Regions from separate parts of the Oryctolagus cuniculus genome. Here region 2 is linked to region 1. A link is a contact called in public Micro-C data. All regions are on one chromosome and are shown on one strand. Each heading gives the region's core, a stretch centred on a gene start, on an enhancer-like site or on the middle of the called end of the contact. The rest is flanking DNA. Distances are from core to core; before and after follow the strand shown.

Region 1 (7,886 bases), core at 3,209-5,708:
TCAACATAACAAAAGCTTATAAACGGGTTCAGGGGCTGTCCTTAGGAACATCAGGTGTCACTATTTATCGATCCATTGCTTGCTTGTGCTAAGAACTCTAACCATACTCCTATCATTGCAGCCAAGCCTCACAACAACCCTATGGTTTCATTATCTTCGTTGCTGGGGTCAGTGCTGTGGCCACACAGGTTAAGCCACTTGAGCACCAGTTCAACTCCTGGCTGTTCCACATCCAATCCAGCTCCCCCGTTATGCACCTGGGAACCTGGGAAGGCAGCAACAGATGGCCCAGGTGCTTGGGCTCCTGCCACCCACATAGAAGACCCAGGTGGAATTCCAGGATCCTGGTTTTGGCCTTTTGGCCATTTGGGGAGTGAACCAGCAGATGGAAGACTGCTCACTCTTTCTGTCTACCCACTCCTCTGCCTCTGGAACTCTTCCTTTCAAATGAACAAATCTTTTTTAAAAATTATCTTCATTATCCAGAAAACAAAATGAACTTAACAAAATTCTGTCAAAATGCAACATTTTTTCTCTTACTCATTACTTCATTGACTCATTTATTTATTTGAAAGGCAGAGAGACAGAGAGAGGAAGAGGCACAGAAAGAAAGTAAGAAGGAGTGGGGGGCCTGTGTGTGTGAGAGAGACAAACAGACAGAGAGACAAACCTTCCATTAGCTGACTCACTCCCCAAATGGCCTCAACAGCCAAGCTGAAGCCAGGAACCCATCCTAGTCTCCCACATCGGTGGCAGGTGGCTGAGCATTTGGGCCATCATGTGCTGATTCCTTAGGCACATTAGCAGGAAGTTGGTTTGGGAGTGGTGTAGCCATGCCTCCCACCAGTACTCTTGATATTACATGCCGGTGCAGCAAATGGCAGTGAAACCCACTGTACCACAATGCTGGTTCCTACTATTACTTTTTATTTGATCTCTTCTTTCTAATGAGATGTCTCTTCCCTCTGAAACCACTACCATGGTTTGATTTATTAGTATTCTTAACCTTTTATGTTACAGGCAATGATTATCAGTATGGTGAAAACAGAATATTCATAGGATGTGATTTTTCTGGTTAATCATCTGTGTTTTAACATATAGTGAAAAATATTTCTAAAATTGCAATATATATTTATTTATTTAAGAGGCAAAGGGACAGACAGAAAGACCTGTCATCCTTGGTTCACTCCCCAAATACCCACAAGGGCCAGGGCTGGGTCATTTCCAAGCCAGCAGCGCAGAATTCAGGTCTGTCGCGTGGATGGCGGGATCTAACTACTTGAGCCATTACCTGCTGCCTCCCAGATTCTGTATTAGCAGGAGGCTGGGATGGGAAGTAGAGCTAGGACTTGAACCCCAGGCGCTCCTGTATGGGATGCGCCAGTCCAAGTGCAGTCAGTCTTAACCACTGAGCCAAAAGCCGGCCATCTAAAACAATTCCATACCCTTTGCAACGCTGCCAGCACTACATACTGAACAACAGTCAAATTTGCCTGGTGAATCTTCCAGAACTTGGAGCACGTTACCCCCAGAGTCAACGCACCTTCCATTTGCATGGTGGTTATGTTTTAGAAAGCAACTACTCGGCCTAGGCTGCTGGTTCCCCCTAGCTGCCTTGGGATAGTGCCTCCTCCCTGCCCACTGCCAGAGCCTTCCTGGTTCCCATTCACTGTTCTCCTCTAGGGCCCAGGGGTCCCGCAGCGGGAAAGCAGAATCCCTAAGGGCTCTTGGCGGGCCAGGGGCCAGCAACACCAAGGCCCCGCAACACCAAGGCCCCGCAACACCCTCTGGCACGAGGACTGCCAGGGCGAGCGGGCCGTGGACTCACGGGGTGCGGGAACGGGGCGTCTCTCTACCTCCACAAGGCCCAGCCACAGCAGCTCAGCCACGACAGCAGCACCGCCACTCCCGGGGTCGCCATGGCACCGGCTTCACCTCGGCCCAACGGCCTCACCAGTGCCCGTTGGGCTCCGCGCGGTGGCGGGGCTGCGGGCTGCACAGGCGCGCCAGGGCAGGGGCACGTGTCCAGCCGCGCGAGGAAGTGTGCGGAGGCCGGACGGCTGGCGGGAGCGCGCAAGTGTAAACCAGGTTTGCGGAAAGGCGTGACTCTGGCGTCTTCTGAGTGTAGGTTTTCGCCCAGTTCTTCCCGAGACTCCAGCACCACTGCCATAGCAAAGGCGTTCCTGCAGAGCGTGCCAGGGAGCAAAGCGTGCTGCCACAGACTTCTAAAGGGAGCAGAGCTGAAGAGTAATGCGTTGCTTATTGAGCACCTACTGCATGCTCAACACTGGGCACTTGCTACAATCTGCTGTGACCTGGGAAAGCAGTAGAAGGTGGCCCAAGTCCTTGGGCCCCTGCACCCGCGTGGGAGACCCAGAGGAAGCTCCTGGCTCCTGGCTTCAGACTGGAACAGCTCTGATCGTTGTGACCAATTGGGGAGTGAACCAGTGGACACCTCTCTCTCTCTCTCTCTCTCTCTCTCTCTGCCTCTCCTTCTCTTCTGTGTAACTCTTTCAAGTAAAATAAATAAATCTTAAAAAAAAATACTGAAACGCCTTGAAAGATCATTAGAGAATGTGGTGTCGTATATGATTTGGGAGACACTACATATGACACGATTCTATTCCCACCTTTTCCCAAGCAATTTTTATCTTAATGAGATGTGTAGTTAATTTCTGTGCAACTGAAAGGGTCAACAGTAGACATACTCTATAATCTAGCACTGAAAGGCACTTAGAAGTAATGAGTAGGCTATTCAGTAAGGGACTGGGCTCTGGGCTCTGTCTAGGTACCAATTCACAGCCCACTGCATCAAGTTACCTAGCTTTTATTAAAATGTTTTGTAATGTTTATTTTTATGTACTTCAAAGGCAGAATGAGAGAGAGAGAGAGAGACAGAAAGAGAGAGAGAGAGAAAGAAGTATCTTTCATCTACCCATATACTTCCCAAATGATCATAACAGTGAGAGCTGGGCCAGGCCAAACGTAGGAGGCAGGAACTCTCTCTGGGTCTCCCACGTGGGTGGGCAGGGGATCAAGCTCTGGAAGCATCATCTGCTACCTCTCAGGATACATTAGTAGGAAGCTGGATTGGAAGAACAACAGCTGGGACTCCAACTGGCACTCTAATGTGGGATATAGGTGTCCCAAGAAGTTGCTTAACCAGCTGTGCAACAGCTCCATTTTTTAATTAAAAACACATTGACTTGAAAACAAAACAAAACAAAAATTATTTATTTGGAAAGTTGAAAGGGAGGGAGGCAGGGGGAGGAGAGAGAGAGAGAGAGAGAGAGAGAGAATTTCCTCTAGTGGTTTATTCCTCAAATACCTACAATATCTGGGGCTGCAGCAGGCTGAAACCAGCACCCTGGCACTCAACGCAGGTCTGTCACATGGGCGCTAGCACAAGCACCTGCACCATCACTTGCTGCCTTCCAGGAACCACGTTAGCAGTGAGGCGGGCTGGGAAGCTAAGCCAGGCACTCAGATATGGAATGTGGGCATCGCAAACAGCATCTTTACTGCTGCTCCAAATGCCTACCTAGCGACCTCGCTTTCATCCTGCAAAATAAGGATAAGATAGTATCACCTACCGTATCTGCAAGGTTGTGAGGAATTCAGAATTTCATCATAGTACAGGAGCACTTGAAGAAGCTCGTGGAAAATGTGTTATGAAAAAACTATGCAAGGATTTCAAAATTTTTTGCGCCATCATAAACTAGCGCTTTACCTCCATTTTTCTATGACCTTACTGGTGTACTCTCATCTGTACATAATTAACAGATAATTCCTTCCTCTCGGAGCCTGAGCCTTTATCACTAACGTGTAGCATAAGAAGGGTAAGGGCTCTACTTGATCTCTAGATTTCCTGAGCTAATATCCTGTGCCTTACTTTTGAGTTTGCCCTTTTTGACCTGTGCCTCCATCTCTGCTCTTACTGTGGAATTTTACTTTCCATCCCTGAAGGTACACGTTCTCATTTCTTGTTTGCATTTTAAAATCGCACCTTTTTCATTCTATGTACAGTATCTCAGCCCTTAATAGAAATCAATCTTTTAAAACAAAAACGAACGTTTCCAGAGACGGAAACCGGCAGATGGCAGACACCGGGACACCGGGGCACGGGACTACGGCGCCGCAGCCCAGAGCGCTGCATGCCGGGAGCTGTAGTCCGACGCACCTCCGCGCCTCTGAAGTTTGAAAGCGGGAGGACGGGGGAGTGGGCGGGGCGTTGGAGGTGAAGCGCGACTGAAGCCCCGCCCCTGCCCCTTCCGCTCGCGGGGTCCGCGCTGGAGTGGCGCGCCTGGCCGCGGAAGGGGCGCGGCCTCGGCCCCGGGGTGGCGGGCTTGTTGTGCGGGTGGTGCTGCCGAGGTTGGCCTGCGCGGGGCAGTCGTGGTCGCCCCGTGAGCGGGCCGCGGCGGAGAGCGGGGCGGGGCCTGGCTGGAGGGTGGCGGCCCGGCGGGGCGGGGGCGGGGGCGGGGCCGGCCTCTGGCTCCTTCTTCCTCCGCATGTGGCTGGCGGCCGCAGAGCGGTTTAGTTCGCGCACTCCTCGTTGGCCGCGTCCCCTTCGGGCTGTCCTCGCCGCCTCAGCGGAGCCATGGCGTTCGCCGAGACCAACCCGGCAGCATCCTCCCTGCCCAACGGCGACTGCGGCCGGCCCAGGGCGCAGCCGGGAGGCAATCGGGTGACGGTGGTGCTCGGCGCGCAGTGGGGTGACGAAGGCAAAGGGAAGGTGGTGGATCTGCTGGCGCAGGACGCCGACATCGTGTGCCGCTGCCAGGTAAGGCGGCGCGGCTCTGACCGCGAAGCCGGGCCCGGGAGCCGCGGCTTCCTGGCCGCTGGGCTTCTGGTGCCCGGGAACTCGGGCCCAGAACCCAGATCTGCCGGCCAAAAAGGAGGTGTCACCTTGAGGTTCTCTGCTCTTGCTGTGAGCTGCGGCGACAAGCAGAAATGGCGGGAGGTCAGGGACCCCCCCCCCCCCCAACCTGGAGTCTCGGGTGAAGCTCTGGGTGGCTCTGGAGGACAATGCGGCTGACGGGGGATCTTCGATAGACGCGCGGTGCCTGGGAGTTGCAGATTTCGGTGTGGGGACCGGTGCCCGGTTCGGAGACTGGGGCCGGGCGCGGGGTGGGATGCGGTCGGAGTTTGAGGAGCTACCGCCCGAGGCCTGCTCCCGACTCCGGGCGGGGACGGGGCGGGAACCAGGCGCGGCCGCAGAACCTGCCCATCACCCACCCATCCAGGGCGGCCAAGTGGGAGTGGATTTTTTCCAAAATGCCCTGAAATCCAGACTCACCGTTGCCCCACCTGCAGGCCCCGGCAGTGCCGAGTGCTGCCTTCTCAGGTCTACTTTGTTGACATCAGAACCCACCTTCTGGGCTTTGGACTGTTAAAGGGCCCTGTGGGGTTTTGTTTACGTTTGCAGGAGAGATTCTTTACTCTGTGTTCCCAGAAGAAGGGAATCCCCGCTCTGTTACAAAGTGAGGCAAGGAAATACATGGATGTCACATCGGGCATTTGGAACTGTTTACAGTGTCACAGTCACATCGAAAGTTCCCTTCAGGGAAACCGAGTGGTAATGCACTTCCTACCGGGAGACACGTGGTTTTCAGCGTTAAGTTTTCTTCCTATTTGTCGTTCCTCTTGAAGCAGCCTGGTGGCTAGACCTTTGGAAAGGCCCTCAGTTAACCAGCCCCAATTTCAAAATCAGAAATCGATGAGAAATCCTTTTCTGAAACCAAATGTAATCTTTGGAATTAACTATAGCCTTTGTAGGTTGCACTCGTTTTTCTTGTAGAATATTCCTGGCACACTAGGAGGAGATGGTGCTGCAGGTGAGGAAACAAGTCCGGAGGGCGGCGGGATGGGAACCTTTACCTGGAATCGAACACCATTTGAACGTGCAGAAACAAGCAAGTCACAGAGTGTGCAAAGCGAAACAGAAGCAAGCTCTGCCTCCCCCAACTTGATTGTCCTGCTTGTAGAAATCTCCTCTGCAGGTTTCCTGGCTAGGATGGCTGTTGCACCGAGTGGATAAGCCTCCCTCCCTTTCAGCCTTGTTTCCTCTGCCCCTCTGGCAACACACTTGTTCTACCTCCACACTTGGGCACCCCCAGAGGTGTTGCCCTGAATTCCTGCCATGCTGCTGCCCCTTTTGTCTTCAAATCAGATCTGACCATGCTGTGGTGAAAGACTTATTCAGAGGAACCTGAGGTCTCTTTGTTTCCTCTCTGTCATCTCCTTCACCTAGATGGTAGCATTCATGTAGGGCTCAGTTAAGGGCTCTAAGGTTTGGGGAAATGTAACCACTGTAGCATTTATTCTAAAAGAATTAGGAGGGCCGGCACTGTGGTGCAGCAGGCAGAGTTGCTGCCTGCATCAACGCGGTCCCATATGGGCACCAGTTTGAGTCTTGGCTGCTCCTCTTCCCATCCAGCTCTCTGCTAATGGGCCTAGGAAAGCAGTAGAAGATGGCCCAAGTGTTTGGGCTCCTGCACCCACATGGGAAACCCAGATGAAGCCCCTAGTTCCTGGCTTCAGCCTGGCTCAGCACTGGGGTTACAGCTTCTAAGGAGAGAACCAGCAGATGGAAAATCTCTCTCTCTCTCTCTCTCTCTCTCTCTCTGTGTGTGTGTGTATGTGTCTTCCTACCTTTCTGTAACTCCGCCTTTCAAAATAAATAATTTAAAAAAAAGATTCAATTCCTTTGAAAACTACAAGAATTAGTTTGTAGTTTGGAGAAGGTGTCTATTATCAAAGTAGTGTTGAGGAGTTACAGACCACGCTATTCTGATGCCCCGGGAAGACTGATTAACTGAGAAGGAACCAAGTTTAGCGTTACTATGCTAGCTAATGGCCAGGTGTTGGCCGTAGTGCATGAGATGCTGTGTGGGACGTCAGAGTGCCTGGGTTCCAGTCCTAACACGACTCCAGGTTACAGCTGCTTGCTAATGAACATCTTGTGGGTGCCAGGTGATTCAAATAGTTGAGTCACTGCCGCCATGTGAAAGACCTGGGTTGAGTTTCTGGCTTTCAGCTTGAACCTGGCCCAGCCTTGGCTGTTGCAGGCTATTGTGCATACCTGTGGATGGGAGATCTCTCTTTGTTTCTGTGTCTCTCTGCCTTTCAAATAAGTAAGAATAAAATAAAATGTTATCTAACAGTGGAGAAAAAAATGATCAGACTTGGTAGTAAACTTTGCTCACCTTCAAACTTTTGATTTAATTATTTCCTTATATTATCTTTATATTATTGCAGTGCTTTTTTACAAAAAAAGATTTATTTTATGTATTTGAAAAGCAGAGTTACGAAGAGAGAGGAGAGACAGATCATCTATCCACTGGTTCACTCCCCAAATGGCCACAATGACCAGGGCTGGGCAAAGCTGAAGCCAGCAGCCAGGAGATTCATCTGGGTCTCTCCAGGGACCCAAGCTCTTGGGCCATCTTCTGCTGTTTTCCCAGGGGCATTAGCAGGGAGCTGGATCTGAAGTGGAGTAGCCGGGACTCGAACCTGGGTCTATATGGGATGCTGGTGCTGCAGGCCATGGCTTAACCTGCTGTGCAGTGCTTTGTAAAAATTATGTTTATTTTTATTTGAAAGGCAGAGAGAGAGAGAGCGAGAGAGCTTCCACCTGCTGATTCACTTCCCAGATGCCCACAACAACTGCGGCTGGGTTAGTCCAAAGACAGGAGCTAGGAACTCTGTCCAGGTCTCCCACATGGGTAACACAAGCAAGTACCTGAGCCATTGTCTGCTGCCTCCCAGTGTGTATAATAGCAGGAAGCTGGATCTGAAGCAGAGTCAGGATTGGATCGCAGGCACATTGCTATGGGATGTGGGTGCCCTGAGGGGCAGCTTAACTTGTATCCTAACACTCAGCCCCT
Region 2 (7,886 bases), core at 3,896-6,395, 180 kb before region 1:
GACAGATCATCGTCCCTCTACCCACTCTGGACTTTTGGGGCTAATGTAATTCCATAGAACTCTTGCTTTATAAAAAACAAAAGGGGGAATGTTAGTAAAATGGCGCAGTTTTATCTATGGCACGATCTACACCCTGACACCATCCTAGGCTCTAGCCCCCGATGGCATTGCTGGAAGTCAGCTGACCACATGGCCCAACCACCCCCTTCCTAATAGGATTCCCTGCTTCTCTACCCCCTCCCCAGTAAAGGTTTAACAGGATCTGTTCCTGAACACGTGGCGCTCTCTCTCTGTATCTCTCTCTTACGCTCTCCTTCTCTCTTTTCCTTCTTCGTCCCTTTCCTCCAGTCTGTTGGGTTTCCCCCATCAATAAACTGTTTCCCCTTAAAAAAAAAAATAAACAACACAACTGAGGCAGGTGATGTGAGAAAGAGGCACAAGGATACTTGGCAAGAGGTCCCTATAAACTGTAATTCTGAGGCCTGTGCTATGGTGTAGCTGGTAAAAGCCGCCATCTGCAGTGCCAGCATCCTATATCGGTGCTGGTTCAAGACCCAGCTGCTCCACTTCTGTTCCACCTCTCTGTTATGGCCTGGGAAAGCAGGCCTCTGCACCCACGTGGGAAGACCTGGAAGAAGCTCCTGGCTCCTGACTTCGGATGGGCCCAGCCCCGGCCGTTGTGGTCAATTGGGGAGTGAACCAACAGATGGAAGACCTCTCTCTCACTCATTCACTCTCTCTCTCTGCCTCTCCTTCTCTCTGTGTAACTCTTTCAATTAAATAAATAAATCTTTAAAAAAAAAAAAAAAACACAGTGATTCTAACAGCAAGCCAAAGGTTTTTATGCTTACAAGGTTTGGACCAGACACAGGAGGCAACAGCAATTCTCATCAAAGGCATCTACAATGAATACGAAGTAGTATCAAAGATAAAAGATTTATCCTTGGCAGCAAGCAAAAATGCTTCAAATACCAAAACTGACTTAAGAAAAATGAGCATTAACAGGCAAAAAATTATACCTCAATCTATTGGTTTTCATTCTGAAACCTAACTGATCACACTGTTCCCCTGCATGACTAACAGGGATAAGTAAAGCACCTCTGAACTTCAGTTGTCTCCTTTCACGCATCCCACACTCCAGTTACACTGAATCAGCTGATACGCCCCAAATTCAACTGGTGCTTTCCCACCTCTGCCACTTTGTTCATACTGCTTGTTTTGTCCTTGGTATGACCAAACCTACGAGTTTCATCCCTGATCGTACAACATAGCCGCTAGCTCTTACTAAACTAATGTTGTTATGTCTTGAATGTTAGTTGTATCCCACTTATGACACCCTAAATTCCTTTTTAAAAATTCTTTAAAAAGATTGATTTATTTGAAAGGCAGAGTTACAGAGAGTGGAAGAGACAGAGATCTTCCATCAGCTGGTTCACTCACTCCCCAGATGGCTGCAACAGCCAGGGCTGGGCCAGGCTGACGCCAGGCACCCATATGGATGCCAGCGCTGCAGGCACAAGTCCAACCTGCTGTGCTGCAGTGCTGGCTACATCACCTAAATTCCTGAAAGAGGGGATGATGAACTCACCCTTGTGGCTCCCATAGGATCAAAACTAACAAGTCAACCACAGGGTGCTGAATTAGTGACATGAAACACTCATAGGCCAAAAGTCCTCAAAAGAATACACGAGGGCAGGTTCATTAGAACTATTTGCCATTCTGATAAACATTTCAAATGGTTCATCTCCCGTTGACAAGAAAAAGCAGTAAGAAAGAAACACTGGGTGGTCGGCATTGTGGTGAAGTAGTAGTAAAGCCGGTGGTGGGTGAGGCCGACAGCTGTGACGCCAGCATCCCGTGTGGGGACTGGTTCCAGTCCCAAGTGCTCCACTTCCAGTCCAGCTTCCTGCTAATGGCTGGGGAAAACAGTGGAAGATGGCCCAAGTGTTTGGGCCCCTGCACCCACGTGGGAGACCCAGGTGAAGCTCCTGGTTTCTGCCTGGCCAGCCAGCCCTGGCTGCTGTGGGATCTGGAGAGTGAATGAATATCTGGAAGATATTCTCTTTCTCTTTCTCCTCTCCCTAATTCTGCCTTTCATACGAATAAATCTTAAAGAAGAAAAAAAAAAAAGCAAAGAGAAATGGGAATTATCTGGTAGAGAAATAATGAATCAGCCTGGGGTGGAAAAATTCTGGCTCCCATTTTTAGTCACGAAGACAGATCACTTGCCCTTTTCTCTGCCTGCCTCCCCTGTAACTACCTCTTTACAAAAATGATGAGAAATAAGAATGCTGTTGATTAGTTAATATTTTAACACTGTTCAGTGAATTCCTCTTTAAAAACATTAATACCATCTCTAGCCCTTCCCAGTGCACCATAATAAGCAGTCATTTCCCTGATTCACATAGTAAAGTGTAAAGAAGCACACTATATTGAAGAGTGATTTTTCAATTTTATTTAAAAAGCAACAACTCTCTATCTCCACTTTCACCGAGTTCTTGTCGGCTCTGAAACCGTGGCTTGTGGCCATTGCATAAATCTAATTTATAAAAATAGGATATATCTCAAGGTATGTTCTCAAGAGAAGAATCTATCCTGAGGGATGGTTTCTAACAGTGTTCATGGATTAAAAAGAAACCAAATTCAGATCACTGGGGAGGGGGAGGAGAAGGGAGGCGCAGGGAAACAGTACAAGGCCTTGAGAAAGAAGGTACCCAGCTGAACTGAATGCAAACAGTTTAGATCCAGAGAATTCTCTCTTAACCAGTAGCACAGCCCAAAGATCTTTCAAGGTGTCATGCTTTCCTGGGATCTCTTTCTCCAGTTATTCTACTTTTCAACTCCTATCATACTTCTGATTTCTGTTAGCCCACCTCCCCTGGCCTCCAGGCTCACATCAGCACTCACTTCAAGCCCCAGGCAGACCCCATGCACTTCCGACATAATTTCCAGGCACGGCAGGAGGAATTCCTTTCTGCCCACAACACCGCACTCTAAGTGTAAACACTTGTGAACAATATGAAGGTGTAAAGGTTAGACCTGCAAATGAGAACCAAAACTTCCGACCTGCAGTACTTCCTCCTCTTCATCTGATAAGCCAACAGAAATTCCGACGAGGGATTTTTCATCTGCCCATCCACTGAAGGAATTTTAAATGCTGTAGGCAGAGGTAATCCTTTACAAAACAAAAAATTAATCTGCCTAAAGCAAGCCAAGTCAACCCAAGTATGTAGCCACCTGCAGTGAAGATTCTCCACCGGGCGCCTTTCCGGGCTATTGAAGTACATCAGTCAGGCAAACCGGCCCGGGTGCTTGCAGCACTCCAAAGTTAGGTGACACAACAAACAAGTTCTTCCCTCTCCCTCTGCCGTGGTCGCGTCATCCACCTGTTGCACTATCTGGAAAGTGGGCGCCAGGATCTAGGGAAGGAGCACCCCCATGATCTCTAAATTATTCAGCTGTGCTATTTTCTTAATAAATTGTAGCCTCATCCATTTTAACGACGCTGCCTTGGAGGCCAGGGCGCAGTGACTCCAGGTCACCTTCGAAAAGAGAGTCTAGCTTGGGAATCGACAGCTGTGACTTTCTGGACTTGGGAGTTTCTGAAGACTTGAGCATGCAGAGAGATGTACGGTGTGGCAGGGGCAGAGGAGCCGGGAGCGGGGCACAGGGGCAGCTCCGGGGGCCGGGTGGCGGCGGGGAGGTGGGCACCGCGACGGAAGCTCTTAGAGAAAGGACGCCGCTATCGGCCAAGGGGTCGGGCCCAGGGCCAGGGTCCGGGCCGAGCAGAGGACACGGGAAAGGTCCAAGCCGACCCAAAGCCCTCGCACTGACTGGGCAGCACCAACGGAGCACCGAAGGGTGCGAGGATTACAATCTAATGCTCGTCCCCCGCCCCCACCTCGAGAGAACTAAGCTGGAGGCGGAGACGCGAGCCTGGCAGCGCAGGGGGCCGGGGGTCGGGGCCGAGCCCGCCCGGAGAGAGGCCGCCGGCCTGGGCCAGGACGCGGGGCCGTACTCACCATGTCGTACACGTTGAGCACCACTAACTGGTTAGCCCCCATCCTCCTCCTTGCCGCCGCCGCCTCGTCCTCGAGCTGCTCCGTCTCCGCGGGGCCGGAGGCCGCTCCCACCCCCGCCGGCGCTTCAGGGGGCCTGAGCCGGGCGCTAAGCGTACAGCCCGGCCCGCCGCAGCCGGAGCGGAAGCATCGGGCAGCCGGGCCGCTCCGAGGCGCTGCCGACAGGAGCTACTGCGGGGCCGGGCCGGACCGGTGGCGGGCCCGCTCGGGCTCAGGCGCCTCCCCTAGGCGGCAGACACGTGGGGAAGGGCGGGGCCTGAGCGAGGGGCGGGCGCCGGGCGCCCCGTGGGCGGGGCCGGCCCGGCGCCAGGGCTGAGCCCGCTTGCGCTGTGGTACTTGGCTGCCGCTCCTCAGGACCTAAAATGGCGGCAGCCTCGGCATCTCTTCGCCCTGGAGGAGCGGGGCCCCAGAGAGACTGCAGTTCCCAGCATGCAGCGAGGATCCCAACCCTCCCCACCCCCACCCCCACTCCGTCTCGCTACTGGAAGGGCAGAGGCTGTCTCAACTGCCTTCGACTACAACTCCCAGCATGCTGCTGGGGTTCCGACCCTACCAGACTAGTTCTCCCAGGGAGACTACAGATCCCAGCATGCAGCGCTTTGCACCTGCGGGCGGATCCTTTGCTGCCTGTCCTTGACAGGAGGTGAAGTCCTCTACCTTCAACCTATCGCCGCTAGTGCTGGTGCTGGTGCTGGTGCTACTGGTTATATCTTGTTGAGCCCAATGAAGTCAAATGTAGCAAAGACCACAGTGATGAATCCGTTTTCCAGATCGCTCTCTTTTTTAGCAAGAGGAGGTGTGGGGGAATAAAGGAAGCGTTACTGGTATGAATGAGATGTCATGTGCATCCAGTTAATCTTCAACATAGAACTTGCATTTTATGAAACTATCCTGCTGAGATGGAAAAAGTACAGCACAACCCAGGGGTATAGAGGCGCTTCTGTGTTCAACAAATACTTACGTTCTTACCACATGCCAGGCGGTGTTGTAGACCATGGTGTGGAGGATCTGGGGCACAAGAAGGGGAGGATCTGGGGCACAAGAGGGGTTGACCTTTATTAGGAAGAATGGGCTAGAAGACTGGGTGCAAGATGTGGGTGCATTGTGATGGCATAGAAAGCAAGGAAGATAAGGACCCGCGTTATGGCTCAGCAGGTTAAGTTACTGCCTGCGACGCTGGCATCCCACCCGAGTGCCAAGTTGGAGTTCGCAGGGAAAGCAGGGGAAGATGGTCCAAGTCCTTGGGCCCCTGCTACCCACATGGGAGACCAGAATGGAGTTCCAGACCTGACCCATACGGCCATTTTGGGAGTAAACCAGCTGATGAACGATTTCTCTCTATCTCTTCCTCGCTGTGTAACTCTGCTTTTCAATTTTTTTTTTTTTTTAAGGGCAAGGTAGATAGCAATAGGTCAGAACTGAGATGAGGAAGGTGAGCATCCTTTTCTGATTTTTATCTTCTCAATGAATTGCAAAGCAAGATGAGAAGTGAGGAAAAGGGGTGTAGCAAGTTTGAATAAAGATGTAAAATAGAGAAAATAAGTATACTAAGGAAATATGGTTTGATTGCCAGGCAGTATTGAGGGGCAGCAAATTCTTTGTACCCCCGGTTGTAATTTGATTGTTCAGGTTACAAAGTTCTAAAATTTGTTTCTAAAATTTGTTTCCTGCTGTGGCATCCCTCCCCACCTAACCCAATGAACATACCACTTAATCCCATTTTTTTTTTTAAGATTTATTTATTTGAAAGAGTTACAGAGGTAGACTTCCCAGATAACCATAATGGCTGGGACTGGGTCAGGCCAAAGCCAGGAGCCAGGAGCTTCTTCTGGGTCTCCCATGTGGGTGGTAGGGGCCCAAGGACTTGGGCCATCTTTATGCAGGGGGCTGGATTGGGAGTGGAACGGCTGGAACACGAGCCAGCCCCATCTAGGATTCCGGCGTTTACCTGCTACACACACTGGCCCCTACTTAATCCCTTCTTCTAAATCCCTTTCTCCCAGGAATTGTGAGGACAAGCACTGAATACTTAAAATTCATTTAGTCCTGGCTGCTCTACTTTATATGAACAGCCAGTTCACTTCCCCTCTTACTCTGCACCCTCCCTTTGCTCTTTGTGATCTCATCCACTCTCAGGGCTGTAACTGTCACCTGCTACCTTCACAGATGCCTGTCCCTAGCTTCAACCTCTGCTCCCTCCTGAGTGCTGTAGAACCTGCAGCCTATCTGACTTCCCGTCCAGGATGTACTCATCACTGCAACAAATCACTGCAAGCTTATGGTCTAAAATCACTAATTTATTATCGTACAATTCTAGATATCAGAAGTCTAAGTATGGACTCCATGGGCTAAAATCAAGATCTGGGTCCCATTGGGAGGCTCTGGGGAAGAATGTGCTCTGTTGCCTTTTCCGGCTTCTGGAGGCTACTCTTGTTCTTTGGTTCATGGCCATACCACTGCAACCTCTATTCGTGTCATCATATCCTTTTTGACATTCTTTTTCTCACACAGAAAGATCTGTGCAATAAGATTGGGCCCACCCGGATAATCCTGAATAATCTCCCCATCTGAAGATCCTTAATCATGTCTGCTAAATCCTCTTTTCCTGTGAAAGGTAACATCCTTCTGGGTTCTGGGGATCACATGTGAAAATCTCTTGATCCCTTTGAATTTATCAGGTGTAAAATAGAATTCATCATCTGATGATGGAGTTTTATTGCTCATCTAATTTGGGTATTGATCCAATAATGGAAATGATCCATCATCCAGTCAATGAACAAGCATTAAACGAGTCCCTTTTCTGTGTCAGCCACGGTGTTTCACTAGTTCATTGGTGACAAAATGGATATGATTCCTATTCTCATGAATCACAGTCCAGTGAAAGACACACACACACACACTAATGCTAATGCATAGATTAATAATTTAAGCCGAAGGAGACAAGCAGTAGTTGAGTATAACAAGAAGACTTATTGAAGGTAGTTGTCAGGAGACAACAAGGAAAACTTAAAGAATTGTAAACTGGGTAATGGAGACCTAAAAAAGACAAAAATGGAACACTAAGGTAGCAGAAAGCCAGAACAGCTGGCACCCCAGGCCTGCAAGGACAAAGGGACTGGAATTTTAAAACCTTCGAAGTTTGCAGGAGAGCCTCACTGAGCTGGCATTCCAAATTCTAAAGAGAGGAGCTGCTGGTACTTCTAAAGGGGCACAATGACGCTAATCCTGGAAACTAAAAAATGGTAACCCAGAGGACGGTGACAGTGCTGTGGCTAGCGGGTTAAGCCTCCATCTGCAACGCCCCCACTCTCTCTTTCTCCTGTAACTCTGCCTTTCAAATAAAAAAATCTTAAAAAAAAAATGTTAAGCTAGAATCAACTATTGTTATTGAAATCAGGTGCGTGGAGGGAAGGCGGCCCTGGTTAATTTCTATTGTCTGAAAGGTGGAGAGCAGCAGATCCTCCTTCCTCTCCCGCCTTCCAGCCTCCTCCTCCAGAGTTCCCAACCAGGGAAGCCTACCAGGGAAACCCAGGGAAAGCAGAAATGTGCTTTGCAGAGTGCAGGCCCCCGCAACACCAAGCAATTCATATAAAAGTAGCTTGGGTTGAAAAAGAAGAAGTAGCTTTGATGAAACCTCCCATAGTCACACAAACTATTTCTTAGGTAACCTAGAGGGAGACAGGATCTGCCCAAACCAGTATAAAGGAAAATAAACATGAGAGTTTATTGCTACCTATGTTCAAGAGGGAAACTGAGTCCAGTTGTATTTTATTTTTTGCAGCTTAAAACAGATGATGTCTCGCAGTA

What was found. A called contact is a pair of places that touch in the nucleus more often than the background predicts.
Region 2: a contact with region 1 is called in a Micro-C map of ear pinna, with 7 times the contacts expected there. The contact joins the promoter of DESI2 here to the promoter of ADSS2 in region 1. A contact is called at or near these places in 3 of 6 Hi-C or Micro-C datasets (ear pinna, psoas muscle and an unstated tissue).

Annotation. Positions count from the first base shown.
Region 1 is chr13:64,415,715-64,423,600 of mOryCun1.1, reverse strand. ADSS2 (adenylosuccinate synthase 2) reads left to right here and starts at 4,458. Exons shown (of 13, transcript XM_070055619.1): 1 at 4,458-4,780. The coding sequence starts at 4,598. CATSPERE (catsper channel auxiliary subunit epsilon) reads right to left here and starts at 2,147. Exons shown (of 22, transcript XM_070055618.1): 1 at 1,857-2,147. The coding sequence starts at 1,921.
Region 2 is chr13:64,598,130-64,606,015 of mOryCun1.1, reverse strand. It overlaps DESI2 (desumoylating isopeptidase 2), which reads right to left and starts at 5,145. Exons shown (of 5, transcript XM_051821504.2): 1 at 5,049-5,145. The coding sequence starts at 5,075. CATSPERE (catsper channel auxiliary subunit epsilon) reads right to left here. Exons shown (of 22, transcript XM_070055618.1): 22 at 5,279-7,886.